Regions from separate parts of the Sus scrofa genome. Here region 2 is linked to region 1. A link is a contact called in public Hi-C data. All regions are on one chromosome and are shown on one strand. The core of a region is the stretch at or near the end of the contact, and the rest is flanking DNA. Distances in the headings are between cores, read along the strand shown.

Evidence for each region. A called contact is a pair of places that touch in the nucleus more often than the background predicts.
Region 2: a Hi-C map of embryonic fibroblasts shows a contact between it and region 1, with 2.9 times the contacts expected there. The contact joins the promoter of LRP4 here to the enhancer-like site in region 1. A contact is called at or near these places in 3 of 47 Hi-C or Micro-C datasets (embryonic fibroblasts, liver and mesenchymal stem cells) and 1 of 2 datasets of contacts at active chromatin or transcription factors (skeletal muscle).

The regions. Positions count from the first base shown.
Region 1 is chr2:15,546,279-15,553,394 of Sscrofa11.1, forward strand. The region is part of intron 2 of C2H11orf49 (chromosome 2 open reading frame, human C11orf49); the gene reads right to left. Among named protein-coding and RNA genes, the nearest start is that of C2H11orf49, 57 kb to the right of the region's middle. Within about 2 kb of position 2,588, at least 30 of the 83 cell types and tissues checked have an H3K27ac peak or open chromatin away from gene starts, as enhancers often do. A contact at or near this core is called in embryonic fibroblasts and liver, where this site is marked.
Region 2 is chr2:15,613,717-15,620,832 of Sscrofa11.1, forward strand. LRP4 (low-density lipoprotein receptor-related protein 4) reads left to right here and starts at 2,421. Exons shown (of 38, transcript XM_021085230.1): 1 at 2,421-2,636. The coding sequence starts at 2,585.

The sequences.
Region 1 (7,116 bases), core at 1,338-3,837:
GAAAATAACTGCCAACCTAGAATTTATACAAGGAAAAAAATCGCCCTTCAAAAATGAAGGTAAAAATTCAAATGAGGTCTATAGATAATAGTTTTCAACTAATAAGCCCCTGATTTTCATAATTATACCACAGTTAGAGAAGATGTTAGCATTGATGTAAGCTGGGTAAAAAAGATATAGTAACTCTATTATTTTTTGCAATGTTTTTGCACGTCTAAAATAATTAAAATGGAAAAAGAAGTGGGGAGTTCCCACTGTGGGTCAGTGGTTACAAACCCAACTAGCATCCATGAGGACATGGGTTCAATCCCTGGCCTCTCTGAGAGGGTTAAAGGATCCAGCGTTGCCATGAGCTGCGGTATAGGTTGCAGAAGTGGCTCCGATCTAGTGTTGCTGTGGCTATGGGGCAGGCCAGCAGCTGGAACTCCGATTTAATCCCTAGCCTGGGAACTTCCACATGCTGTGGATGCACCCCCCTCCCCAAAAAAAGAAAATTAAAAAAAGGAAAAAGAAGTGAAATAATGTTTCAAAATGAAAGCTAATTTCAGAATGGAAGCTCTATGAAGGATGAAATTTCTTGTCTGTTTTGCTTTGGTCATTTCTGTATCCTCTAGTGTCTAGAACACTAACAAAAAGGCATTCAGTAAATATTAGTTGAATGAATGAACAATAGTAGCAGTAGCTATCATTTATTCAACTCTGAGTATATCTTAGGAACTTTACATTCATTATCACATTTAATCCTTCTATCAGTCAAGCAACATGGAATTTTACATTTTTATATGAGTCTGATGTTATAGATGAGGCTAAGCAACCTGCCCAAGATCACATACTAGTTAAGTGGCAGGCTCTCGATCATAGATCTGATTCCAAAGTCTGTGTTCTCTTTTTTTTATTGGCTGCATTTGTGGCATGCAAAAGTTTCTGGTCCAGGGACTGAACCCACACCACAGCAATGACCAGAGCCACAGAGTGACAACACCAGATCCTTAACTTCTAGACCACTAGGGAACTTCCAAAAGTCTGTGTTCTTAACCACTAGGCCACAGTGCTTTTGTGCCACATAAAAATATTTTTTCTTTTTGCTTCTCTAATATATATATATGGAGATTTAGTCTATGTGATTATGGAATTGTGATAGTGGAGGCCAAGAAGTCCCATGATTTGCCATCTGCAATCTGGAGAACCAGGAAAGTCAGTGGTGTAATTCAACCAAGCCTGAAGGCCTAAGAGCCAGGGAAGCCAGTGGTTTAAATCCTAGTCCGAGTCCAAAGTCCCAGGAATCAGGGGCTAGTGGTGTAAGTTCTAGTTCAGGTTTGGAGACCTGAGAACCAGAAGTGCTGATGTCTGAGGGCAGGAGAAAATGGACACACCAACTCAAGCAAAGAGAGCAAATTTACCTTTCTTAGCCTTTTTGTTCTCATCAGGCCCTCAATGGATTAGATGATGCCCATATCCACTGGTGAGAGTAATCTTCTTTATTCAGTTTACTGACTCAAATGCTAATCCCTTCTGAAAACACCTTCAGGGACACATCTAGAAATAACATTTTACCAGCTAACATGGTACCCCTTAGCCTGATGAGTTGACACATAAAATTAACCACCATATAGGTCAAGACAAACTCCTCTATGATGTAACTACTCCAGTACCATTGCTTCACCTTACTCTCAGATCTCAGAGCACAATTTAATGCCATTTAATGGATTTATCAACAAGCCTTATCTCCTCAAGCAAATTACATCCCCTTATAGGTGCATGACCATATCTATATTCCTATTGATAGAGGCTGCATTTGAAGCTCTATAATAATAATTGCTTTTGATAAAGACATGAAGAGAAATATTTAGTTGGAAAAGCCATGCAAGGAACAGTGTTTTGGGATGCTTTCGAGATCGTCGGGTCTGTATGGTTTAAGATTCTAAACAATAAAAAATGACTCAGAAAAACACTACCTTAAGGGGTTCCCGTTGTGGCTCAGTGGTTAATGAATCCGACTGGGAACCATGAGGTTGCAGGTTCGATCCCTGGCCTTGCTCAGTGGGTTAAGGATCCAGCGTTGCCGTGAGCTGTGGTGTAGGTTGCAGACGCAGCTCGGATCCGGTGTTGCTGCAGCTCTGGCATTGGCCGGTGGCTACAGCTCCAATTCAACCCCTAGCCTGGGAACCTCCATATGCCGTGGGAGCGGCCCTAGAAATGGCAAAAAAAACAAAAAACAAACAAAAAAAAATAAAACCCACTACTTTAAAAAGGTAATTTTTACATCAAATTTTCTATAATACTTGTTATTCCTTATGGCAAGTTAGTGGATGTTTAGGGCAGTTTGGACGGAGCAGTGCAGCTTTCTCCGTTAAGCCCCCTTGAGAGGGCATATATATTGCCTGGAAGGTGAAGTCTGAGAATGAGCAGATGAACAATTATCCCCACACATGTAAACTGCAGCTTGTGTGGTGTAAATATACACTCCCTGCCTGGAACTGCCTGTGTAACATTCTCTCTTTGGGCTCTGTGGTTTCTCAATACATTCCAACTGTTTGGAGGCTGGAGCTTGGCTCAGCAAGCACAGATAAACAGCTTCCTGGAGCAAGCTGCCAGTGTGACGAGCAATGACCTCAGCAGAGAATGTCTGCTTTTCATTACCTTGAGCACATCACTGTACGGCTAGAGCTAAGAGCAGGAACAACACAAGCTGGATAGGCCTAACTGGCTCAGGCCTGCCATCATACCTTGAATTTTCAAAATCTTGGCAGCCAGAGGAAAGAGGGTATAGACAGGAAGTGAGAAAATAGCTTATACATGAAAAAAAAAGAAAAGAAAAGAAAAGAAAAGCTTTCTCAGGCTATTCTCTGAACAAACTAAGCCATGAGTGAAGTGGCTAACACAAAATGGGTAATAGTCATGCAGAAAATCATCAAATGTCTTTAATCTCCAAAAACTGCAGTGTAAGCAAATAGAAGAAAATAAGAGAGACTGAAAAGTCCTCAAGATCTTCAGCTCTGACATCATTTAAAGAGAAAGAAGAGGAAGACTATCACTTTCCAAAAAAAGCCATAAAGTAGGAGGGAAGCAAAAATCACAGAAAATTGGAGCTGAAAGAGAATGAGACTTAATGAAAATGAATTATATATAGCCAGGCTTTTACGCCTATTACTTCACTAGATTTGCCTAATAACCCTATGAGATCGGCACTATCAACCCTACCAATGGTTTTTACTTCGAAGATACAACACAAGGGCCTTAAGAAAGACCTTTGCTGTTGATGTTATTTAGTGACAAAGGGATAAACTCAAGGCTGCTTCTATGGCCACTCTGAAAATGGCATTACCTACTGTTGTAGCCCCAGAACTGAGTAATCCTGAGTATCCTAAATGTACATACTCAAGACATGTTCTCATAAAGCAGTTTCCACTGTGTTGGTCAGAACTGCATCCAATAGTTGAAGAAAGAAATCTCAACTATGGTCTCAGACAGGGAATTGGTTGGCTATAACCCCTCTGGAGGGATCCTGAGAAACAATCTGTTTTGTGGGGCACTGGCCGCAAAGATGCACCTGCCATGGGGCTGAAAGCTAAGGACAGACAGACATCTTAGCAAATCAAAATAACAGAAGTTTCATTTGACTTTCATTTCACTTTTCTCAGGGAAGAAGAACCTTTGTGTGGCTGCCAAGAATCTATCTGTCCATCTTCCTTCCCCTTCCTCCCCTCCACCCCCATCCCAGTTCATTAAAGACCTTCTGGTTAAAGGTGCCAGGCTGTGTCATTCTTTCCTGCTCTCGTGCCAGGCCTATGCCGCCAGCACAAGAGATCTTCTAGAGTTCTGAGAAAATTAGGGGAGAAATTAAAAGCACTGATGAATTTAAATTGTTCTATTGTTGATGAACTAAAATTTCTTAACTTCTGATGAGCTACTTTACATTGCTAATAGGAAACTACCTGTTACTGCAGATTTGCAGGTCTGCCTGCTAGCCAGAGGAGTGAGTACTCAGGGGCTTATCAGAGTGCTGCTATAGGAAGGACTATCAAGGCTTGGATTGGACCAAGTAAACAGTCTTTATATTATTTACAGATTAAAATAAATCAAATAATATCTCTGAGGGGAATATTTTAGTGTGGAGAATTATACCCCCAGTTTATACTAGCTAGCCGTAAAAGCAGCTCCCATGAAAACAGAACTAATATCACTGGGTCATGATAATACTTCAGGCAAGGATGGGAGTTCCTTCATTTCCTCTTATTGAATGGTTTCGCAACAGATAAATTTCTCTTAACTTGCAGTCAGGTGGGGGTGGGGAAGTAAGGTCTTTCCTGACAGGGAGAATCTGGGCCCGATTATTACTTCCATAACCTCTGACTCCAACTTCTAAACGAGTCAGGGGACCAGTGGGCTGTGAAATGGCTTCCTCAGTTACCAGGTCAAGTGCTGCTGGATGGCTTCCTGTAATCAAAACATGAAGGGACTGAAGGAGCGAGAGGGATTCTAGGCACATAAGCAGCTTCTTATATCCTCAATGAACCTGGATTTTTAAGTTTCAAAACAGATTTTGGTGGCTTTCAACTCACCACTGTGTTTCCCTAGTGTCCTTTTGCTATAGGATACCTCTGGTAATAGAGAAAAGAACCAGATCCTCTGTACATTTAACAAGTGATGGCTTTACAGAAGTGCCTGGGCCAGTGACAGTGAGGACAGGATTGTTTTAGCTATGGCAAAATCTATTCCTAGCAATTATCTGAGTCTGAGAATCCAGATGCTGACAATGAAAAATGAATAATTTTCTATTACAATGTATCAACTCCAGCTAAGAACTAAACTATGGAAAAAAAAAAAATGGGGGAGTTCCCGTCGTGGCGCAGTGGTTAACGAATCCGACTAGGAACCATGAGGTTGCGGGTTCGGTCCCTGGCCTTGCTCAGTGAGTTAAGGATCTGGCGTTGCCGTGAGCTGTGGTGTAGGTTGCAGACACGGCTTGGATCCAGCGTTGTTGTGGCTCTGGCGTAGGCTGCTGGCTACGGCTCTGATTAGACTCCTAGCCTGAGAACCTCCATATGCTGTGGGAAGTGGCCCAAGAAACGGCAAAAAGACAAAAAAAAAAAAAAAAAAAATGGGAGCAGGCTGGGAGAAGCATTACTCCTTCTGAAGAAGCCTATAATGGGATTAGTCACCATTACTTCACCACACCACATTTTCGCTCTTTTCGACAACAAGTTGGGAAAACATGGAGCAGAAATGGTCCAGGAGAGTCTCAAGTGCATCCCTCACTCAGAGCTGTGAGCCTGGAAATCTAGTGTTTTCTGATGTTTTTGTTGCTCCAAATCTTCTCCTCTGCTACCATGGGCACAAGAAGAACCCAATACAACATTACTTAAATGCTGAGGGGTGGATAATCCTAAAAAATCTGCCAACTTTAGAATGGAAAGTTTACACACCAATTGTTCTGGATTACTCAGGATAGAAGTGGGTCATCCTTCACAGGGCTTAGAGCACTTATTTAAAAAAAAAAGAAAAAATAATACACATTTTACAATCATAAATTGTTTTCATTAAACTTACATTTTAAATGATTTAGCAATATACACTACTGGAATTGTTTTTTCTCCAAGAGTGAATTAAGTTCACATTTCATAGACTTACTCTAATGAAAACAATAAAAAGGAATTTGATGATAGTGCCTTTTACTACAAGAGTATATTAAAAAGTATTCAGGGAGTTCCCGTCGCGGCACAGCGGAAACAAATCTGACTAGGAACCATGAGGTTGTGGGTTTGATCCCTGGCCTTACTCAGTGGGTTGAGGATCTAGTGTTGCTGTGAGCTGGGGTATAGGTCACAGACGTGGCTCGGATCCTGCACTGCTGTGACTGTGTTGTAGGCCAGCAGCTGTAGCTTCAATTTGACCCCTAGCCTGGGAACCTCCATATGCCTTGAGTGTGGCCTTAATAAAGCCAAAAAAAAAAAGGTATTCAGGAGTTCCCATCGTGGCTCAATGTTTTAAGGACCCAACACAGTCTCTGTTTGATCTTTGGCCATGCTCAGTGGGTTAAGGATCTGGCGTTGCCAGGTGGTAGATGCAGCTTGGATCCAGTGTTGCTGTGGCTGTGGCACAGGCCTGCAGCTGCAGCTCTGATTCAGCCCCTAGCCTGGGAACTTCCATATGCCATAGGTGCAGTTGTTAAAAAAAAACAAAAAAACTATTCAAATTCCCAATGGAATCCTAATAATTAATATGTATCAAATGGAATTATTAATATTCTTTTTCTAAAAACTTATACTTTCACCTCATATTCATATTAAATATTAGATAACATAATTTTTATGACTAATTTAAATTTTTTTATAAATTTTAATGGCTGCACCCAAGGCATGCAGAGATTCCCAGGCCAGGGATCGAACCTGAGCCACATCAGTAACCCCAGCCACAGCACTGACAACATGGAGTCCATAACCAGTAGGCCACCAGTGAACTCCTATTTTATTATTTTTACTTATTATATGAAAGCAGTGCATGAAGAAGGCCAATTACTTTTAAGGTGGCTTTCTATGATTACTGCTTGTTAAGGGTATTCAACTCTGAGAAGCAGCAAATTAAATTCATCAAGTTATCTTTTCTGGACACAGAAAGTCTAGGTAATAAAGGTAAAAGAGAAGTTAAGTCACCTGATCTAACTTAGTGGCTCTTGAATGGGATGAGCCAATCATTCCATAGGATAAATCCTCAAATGTCATCTCCTCTAAGGGACCTTCCTGGACCTTTCCTACACATCACATTATCCTAGTTATTTCCTCCTTGTTTATCTTGTTACAGTTATCAGCTGTGTAGTCTTGGGAATGTTACTTTTGTGTGCCTGAATTACCTTAGGTATGAAATGAAGATAATATTAATACTCTACTTTGTGATATTTTGAGAATTAAATGAGATAATACATGCTATATACTTAGAACAATGCCCAACATGTAGCAAGTATATATTAACAATCAGCTATTGTCATCATCGTTAGTTTACTTGTTCACTGTCTATTTCCCCCACTAAACCCCTAGATCCATGAGGGTAATTACCTTATTTGTCTTATTCATCATTGTATAGCCAAGTACACATAGGCACACAGTAGGTACTCAGAAA
Region 2 (7,116 bases), core at 1,171-3,670, 67 kb after region 1:
TCTTGGAAATTCAGTGCCCTGGTCTGTCCTAGAAGGATGAGGGAAACGGGTGGTGTTTCTGCGGAAACCAATGTCTCTGAGACCCCTCTGGAATTGGCAACCCCCTACAACTTTTCTAGGGGAATGTCCCAAAGGACAATAAAAGGGAGACAAACAGCCCATTCTGGCATGCTTTTCAGGATCTTTCACTCCAAACAAGAAAGTCTGAGAGGCCTGGTAAAAATAAATATGGCTTAGCACTCCTGGCACAAGAGCAGTTTCTGACAGCCAAGACTTAACTCACCCTAGGGGGTGACCCAGCCAGGGACTATGCACGAAGTTCCCTTCTACCCATTGATATTCCCAGTGACTCACAGCAGCTAGGGATGGCTCTGTGCACCAGAACTGTGCTGAACTGTGGAGGAGGAGGGATGCACACAGAAAATGCAGTCTCTTGGGCCTGAGTCAGACAGGGACAGCCAGCCTCCCTGTTCCTCCTCAATCCCAGAAAAACAACACAAATCATGCCTTCTGGAAAGGAACCTGTCCTGTGAATACAGAGTGGAAATTGTTTATAGATTCTTAATCCCCTGACATTGAAAGTATGGTGGCTGCTTGTCTTGGATTTGGGGAGAAAAATGTATTCATTATACCACATGTCCTTAGTCTTCATGTGGAAAAAATATACATGGTCTCCAGAATCATAAAGTCTTCCTCGACAGGATGAAAAGTGACCCTTTGTAAGCAACATTTATTGAAACCCTGAAACCAAAGAAGCCTGCATCAAAACCGTTGTTGGGAGAGGGGACTGAGAATCAGTCTTTACTTTTTCATTATCTTCTCCTTGGATTTTAGGCTACGATGACATAGGCCTTGAAGGGTGACATCTTTCCTAGCAGTAAGATCTATAAACATGACCTGACTCCACTGCCGCCTACAGTCAGCAGAAAGAACTACACACACAGAAAATGCCTCCCTGTTAGTTACCATGGTGATGTTAGTTCAACCACATTTCATCTGCTTGAAAATTTCAGGCAGAACATAATGGAGAAGTACCAGCTAAGAAGGAGTTAACACCACATTTTTTTTTTTTTGGTTGCTGTTGCAAAGTTAATGTTAGCTTTGGTCAAAGATGGTAAGTTGAAGTGAAAGCCTTTGAAAAATTGTAAAGATGAAATGGCAACCAATCCATTGGAGAAACCTCCTAATATCCTCTTTGCACTATACCAAATTACTTACCCCCCCGGTGAACACAGGGCATTTGGGTCTTCCTGACTCTCTTTACTAGTGAGAAGAAAGTGGTTTAACAAAATGGCAGATGACCCAAAGCCAGGAACCGTCGGCATACTAGCTTGGAGGGAAAAGTGGTTCACAGGACCCTGAGGAAGTTGCGGACTTGGACAAAAGTAGCAAGACAAGACTCAACCTGGAAAATGGAAGGTGGTAACAAAATTAATGCACATTATTAATATGCACTGGGGAGAGGCAGAGACCACAAGGCTGACAAGAGAGGAATTTATAACTTTAGGTTATTTAACTCAAAAGTTAAATCTTGCTAGAAGGCTGTACAGACTGAAGCTAGAAGGAGGCTGAGGTCTCTGACAAGAGTACAACTGCAAGTAAGGACTTTCTTCCTTACCCCCTTCCTTCCTCGGCAGGATCAGAAAGTCAAAGAAGGTGAAGAGGCTAACGACTCTGACTGACAAAGACAGCGAGGAGGAACTACGTCTGGGCCAATTCTGGACGTCTGAGCTGGGGCGACAGGACCCAGACAACCACCTCAGGAAATGAGTAAATGAAAAGGAGAGCTCGTGGAATGATTTAGCCCCAGAACAACGCTGCCTAGACGGCATGGGGGGAGGGGGGGAGCAAGAAGAAAATCTCAGAAGAGGAATTTTGACGGTGAGAACTCTAGCTAAGATACAGCACTCCAGGCCCCCTGATGTCCCTTGTTTGATGTCCATAAAGACCGAGAGGATTATGCATTAGCCAGTCTTGTGTATTCTGAGACATCAATAAAGTCTGGACTTGGGGCCGGTAGGGGGGCCGGGGTCACGTCCAGACGACTAGGGTCAGCCCGGGTGCCCCTCTCTGGCATAGAGCTAGAGAGCGGGATCCAAGAGTTGCCGCTAGGATAGTATTTTTTTTAAGCTAAGGACTTTCGAGTGGTAGCAATGGGGACAGTAAGGGGGCATCTCTCGAGAGCTAGGAATGTGGGGGCGGCCTGAAGAGGAGCAGGGCCAGCGCTGGAGGCGCGGGCGGGTGGGGTCCAGGGACCGGGGGGCGGGGGCCGAGGGCGGGAAGGGGACGGGCCGGCGCTGGGGGCGGGACCAGGCGCGGTGGCGGTGGCGGGGGCTGCGGCGCGGGGGGCGGGGCGGCCGGGCCTGGGACACCCCCTCCCGGTCCCCTGGTGGGGCGGCTTCGGCTCCGGCAGCACTGGAGGAGGCAGCAGCGGCCGGAGGGCGACTTAGGGGCGCGCCCGCCGCGGTGGACCCAGACGCTTCCCTTCGGGTACCCACCTCCGACTCCCTCCGCCGCGCCGTCCCGCGGGAGCCGGCGGGACCCCAGGCCGGCAGGGAGCGCCGGCGGCGGCGGACGCGGCACCATGAGGCGGTCGTGGGGCGCGCTGCTGCTTGGCGCCCTGCTCTGCGCACACGGTAAGGGGCGCCGCCGCGCCCTCGCCGACCGGCCGGCCGGGAAAGTTTGTCCCCGGGTCCGGCCGCTGCAGGACCCACCGTCCCGAGAGCGGGATGGTTCAGGCTAGGGCCTGAGACCCCTCGCCCTCACTCCAAAGAGAAGCCCGGAGATTGCATGCCGGGGAGGGGACCGGGAGCTCCCCCAGCGCCTCCAGTCCGAGACCGGGCAGCGGCAGAGGAGCTCCCTGGGCTCGGGGCTGGGCCAGGCTGGGGGAAGATCGTAGGCGCTCGCTCGCCTTCCCTCGCTGCTCTTTGAAGAGCCTGAGGTGCTTCCCTTTGAGGTTTAGACAGGGTCCCTGTGTCCTTGGTGCGAATGAATGCATGCGAAGAAAGGGAGGCCGGGAAGGATGGTCGCTAAACCATAAACTGTTAAAAGCCCTCCTTCCAGGGGGGGTCTCGGGCGGATTTCGGAGAGAAGCTCCAGTGGAATCGGAATACATGAGCTCCGGGGGTCCATCGGCTCGAGGAACGGCTCCTCGGACTCCAGACCATGCTCTGGCCGAGGGTCTTTGGGCACTGCTTACTCGCAGCATCTCCACTTAGTGGTGTTTTGGGTTCCCTCTCCTGGCTGCGACCAATCAGCTCCCTGCCCTGGATCCTTCGTGGGGCGGGGGAGGGGGGCGGGAGACAGGGTTGGAAAGGGGGCAGAGGAGGGACATACGGAAGAAACTGCTGGAAGGCTCGCTCAGATCCGTTTTGGCCGGGATAGGGGGGCGGGTATCGCCGAACCTGAGAAGGAAGCCTCCTGGCCCGCGCAGTGGCCCTCTGGGGAGCTGGAGGGATGGCAGCAGGACTGCTGCTTCATCTGCTCCTTATTAATAACTTGTTTGGTGCCCGTACGCAACTGTTGTGTGTGATTACGGCTCCAGCGGAATCTTGTTTCTCTGCAGCCGCCTAGGACCATGGGGGCAGCCCGTGATTTAGCAGCTGCCTCTAGTTTGTGCCCAAAGATCAAAGAAGTTTGATCTTTGAACCCCAACCCTGTTCACACACCTCTGTTCAGCCGGGGAAGATCCGAATCTTCCCATTCTCCCCGTAGCCCCTATGAAGCTGTGGGGTTCGGAATGGAGGGGTCTGTAGACCACAGCTTTGCACTGATTCTTTCTTTAACGTAAAGGGAACTCGTGTGGAAATAGAGCAGATCTCGGAACTTGCCTGGCAGGGCGTAGAGATGCCTGAGCACTTGTTTTAAAGATTGGTTTACCTCCCCAAACCAAAACAGAGTTCTCGCGTCTGTTATTTAACCAACCCGTGGGTTTTAAATGACTTTTTCCATGCCCACTCTAACCCGACCGAGTTCTTAACTCTTCCTCTCCGAGTCGCCTGGCCGACCCGCGTTCCTCTGCGCACTACGCTCTCCCCCTCCCGGGCTCTCTCCTAGAAGGTTATTTGTAGCCTCTTTGGCGTGTCGGGACAGCGGCCCTACTGGGGTAGGAATGTAGCTGCTCTTCCCACCACATGGGCCCCTTAAAGGGACAGCTATGCTTTTTGGGGGCTTTCCCCCTTCGGGCTGCAAGGGAAGGGGATGGAACTTTCCTCTTGGCCCCCTGGAGGAAGTTTTGAAAAAGATCAAGGGAAATGGCACTGCACTGAAAAAAAGGGACTAAAACGGATACCAACAAAGCCAGAAAGGAGATTGTCGCTTTCTGCCCTAGGGAAAGAGGAGCTGGAAGGTTCCGGGTTGAGACTGGCCAAGAGGATTTTATTGCTCCAGAGCTGTCAAAACTGCATACACTACATCTGCATTGAGAACCGGGATAGAAAATTGTGTATATTTAATGCTTTACAGAAGAAAGATGGGAGGGCTCTTCGTAACTCTTTGGGTTCTTTTTAAGGACAAAACATTTAATAGAAACTTCTAAGCATGGGAGGCTTTCTTTGCGCGTGCGTAAGGTAACTCAGTGGCACCAAGATCTAAACTTCGCCTGGCTTGATACTGAGCCATCTTCAGAGTCCTGGAGGGGACAGACTCATGGTTCACCAATGAGACTGAGCAATTGCTCAACCAAAAATACCACCACAAGGATCCCACACTATATTTCAGAGGCTCAGGGAGAAGACAGATGGTGTGTCATAGTAGATCAGATTGGCAGATTTGACCTAGGCTAGGAATGAATTCGATGCACTAAAATTTGAGGTGCCTATTTGGATGCTGCTAGTACTTGGGGCTTTTCCTAGAGTCTGTGGGTTTGGCTTGAGCCTATATAATTCTCCAATCTTAAAGACTTTTGGAAGAAAACTTGATTGCTGGTGGAAGCCCTGGGTATCTTCCTGCTAAGGGTTGATCTGAGGTCTCAGACAAATCTACAACCATTTGAGGCATAGACACCCTCTTTATCTTGGAAATCCCAGGAAAGTGAAAAGTTGAAAATTCTGCCCAAAAGTGCTTTGGTAGATAGAGGGTCGTACTCTTCTGCAAAAGAGTAGAGCTGAGGAGTTCCCTTAGTGGCTCAGCAGTAACGAACCCAGCTAGTATCCTTGAGGACTCAGGTTTGATCCCTGGCCTCGCTCAGTGGGTTAAGGATCCAGCATTGCCATGTACTGTGGTGTAGGTTGCAGACGAGGCTCAGATCTGGCATTGCTGTGGCTGTGGTGTAGGCCAGCAGCTGTGGCTCTGATTCGACCCCTGACCTGGGAACTTCCATATGGTGAGGGTGTGCAGCCCTAAAAAGACAGAACGAAAGAGAGAGAAAGAAAAAAAAAAGAAGGAAAGAAAGGAAGGAAGGAAGGAAGAAAGAAAGAAAGAAAGAAAGAAAGAAAGAAAGAAAGAAAGGAAAGAAAGAAGGAAAGAAAGAAAGAGTGGAGCTGGGACTGGTTTCTTTTCCATCTGGTGTTGTCATGGTGCTTGGTTGACCTTGTCCTTGATCTTACTGAACTTGTGAAAGATGCTTGGCTTGTCACTGATTTTGGATTTCCTCTTCTGTCCCCTGTTGACTATCAGATAACATCTTTGGGACTGGCACATGGTATTAAGAATGACAGGTGCAAGGGAACTGAGTATGGCAGTGTCTGATACATAGCATGTTGGCCATGTCCATCTTCTGGGCCAGCAGAGAACACAGGTCGTCACAGAGGACAGGATGTCTTACAAGTCTTTCTCGATCTTTCTACTGATTGACTGCTAATCTTGATCCCTAAGAAGAAGGAAAATGGGAGAGACTAGCTATGTTGCTTCTTTGAAGAGACAATCAATCCTAAGAGCTTCCTGAATAGGAGGAGAATTTCAGAGACTACTTTAAGAAGCAGTCTTGTCTCTTTTTTTATGATTGGATGCATCTCATAATTATGAGACAGTTCCACGTCCTTGGCTGACTAGGTCTGTGAGCCTGTTCCAGCCATAGTCTCTACATTCCTTGACACATAAGTTTTGTCGCAGTTGCCTAAACATGGGGTGTCTGGGCCCCAGACTATGTCTGGATTACCATCTCACCCTCAGCATCGGAAGCCCTTCTCCCCTTCTCAGCCTGGTGGGATTCAGTGTCCAGGAAAGACTTCATGCCGACTAGTTGGCTGGCAGAGTCAGGGTTTGGCCCTATAAATAGCTCTGATGAACGCCTGTGCTTGCCTTTCTCCTTCCAGCTTTGAGCTGACAGCGTCAGGTTCTTTCTCCCCAGCACACCCAGGAACACTCCCTAAACTGGGCTCTGCAGCCATTCATTTGTTCATTCATTCCACAAACACACATTTATCAAGCACTAATCTAATGACTGCGTACATCAGGGAGCACAGGCAGACCTGGGTTTGAATCTTGGCTTCGGCATTTCTTTGCGACTCTGTACAAAACACTTAATTTCTCTAAAGTTTTGGGCTCTTGGCTTTAAGTGGGGGGAGGGATGGAGTAGGTATACATTTTTCACATGAGGATATTTTCAAAATTAAATGAAATAATAATATGTTCAAAGCTTCTGCACAGAGTCTAAGAACTGCTGTGTTACTGTAGGCCTGTGTAAATGTTAGTTTGTTATAAATGGATTCGAGGTGGTTCTCACCTTTGGGCTACAGGAGCGGAGCAAACAAATAATTATACTACAGTGTCATGTGCTAAAATGTAGATGTGGCCTTTCATTCATTTTAGCTGGGTTTTGCTTGCTTGCTTGCTTTCTTCCTTCCTTCCTTTCTTTCTATCTTTCTTTTTCTCTTTCTTTCAGATTTACCCCCTTCTTTTCCCCCTTGAAAACCCAATGAACCTCAGCATAGTTCCCTCCTGTCCACTCTTCAGAAAAGAGTTCTCTTAGGCTCTATCGTGAGTCTAGGGGGCCCACTCTGCCTTAGTTCTCCTGGGAGGAGGCCTGGGAGGTGGGGCTTTCTTCTCAGAGCTTCCCTGTTAAAAGCCCGGTGGTCAGGGATGCAGCCAGGCATCTCACCCTCAGGTTGCTGTGACCCGGGGTGAGAGGTGTTGGCCGCGGTCTCTTGTAGCTGGAACAATTTAGAATTCCAAGCT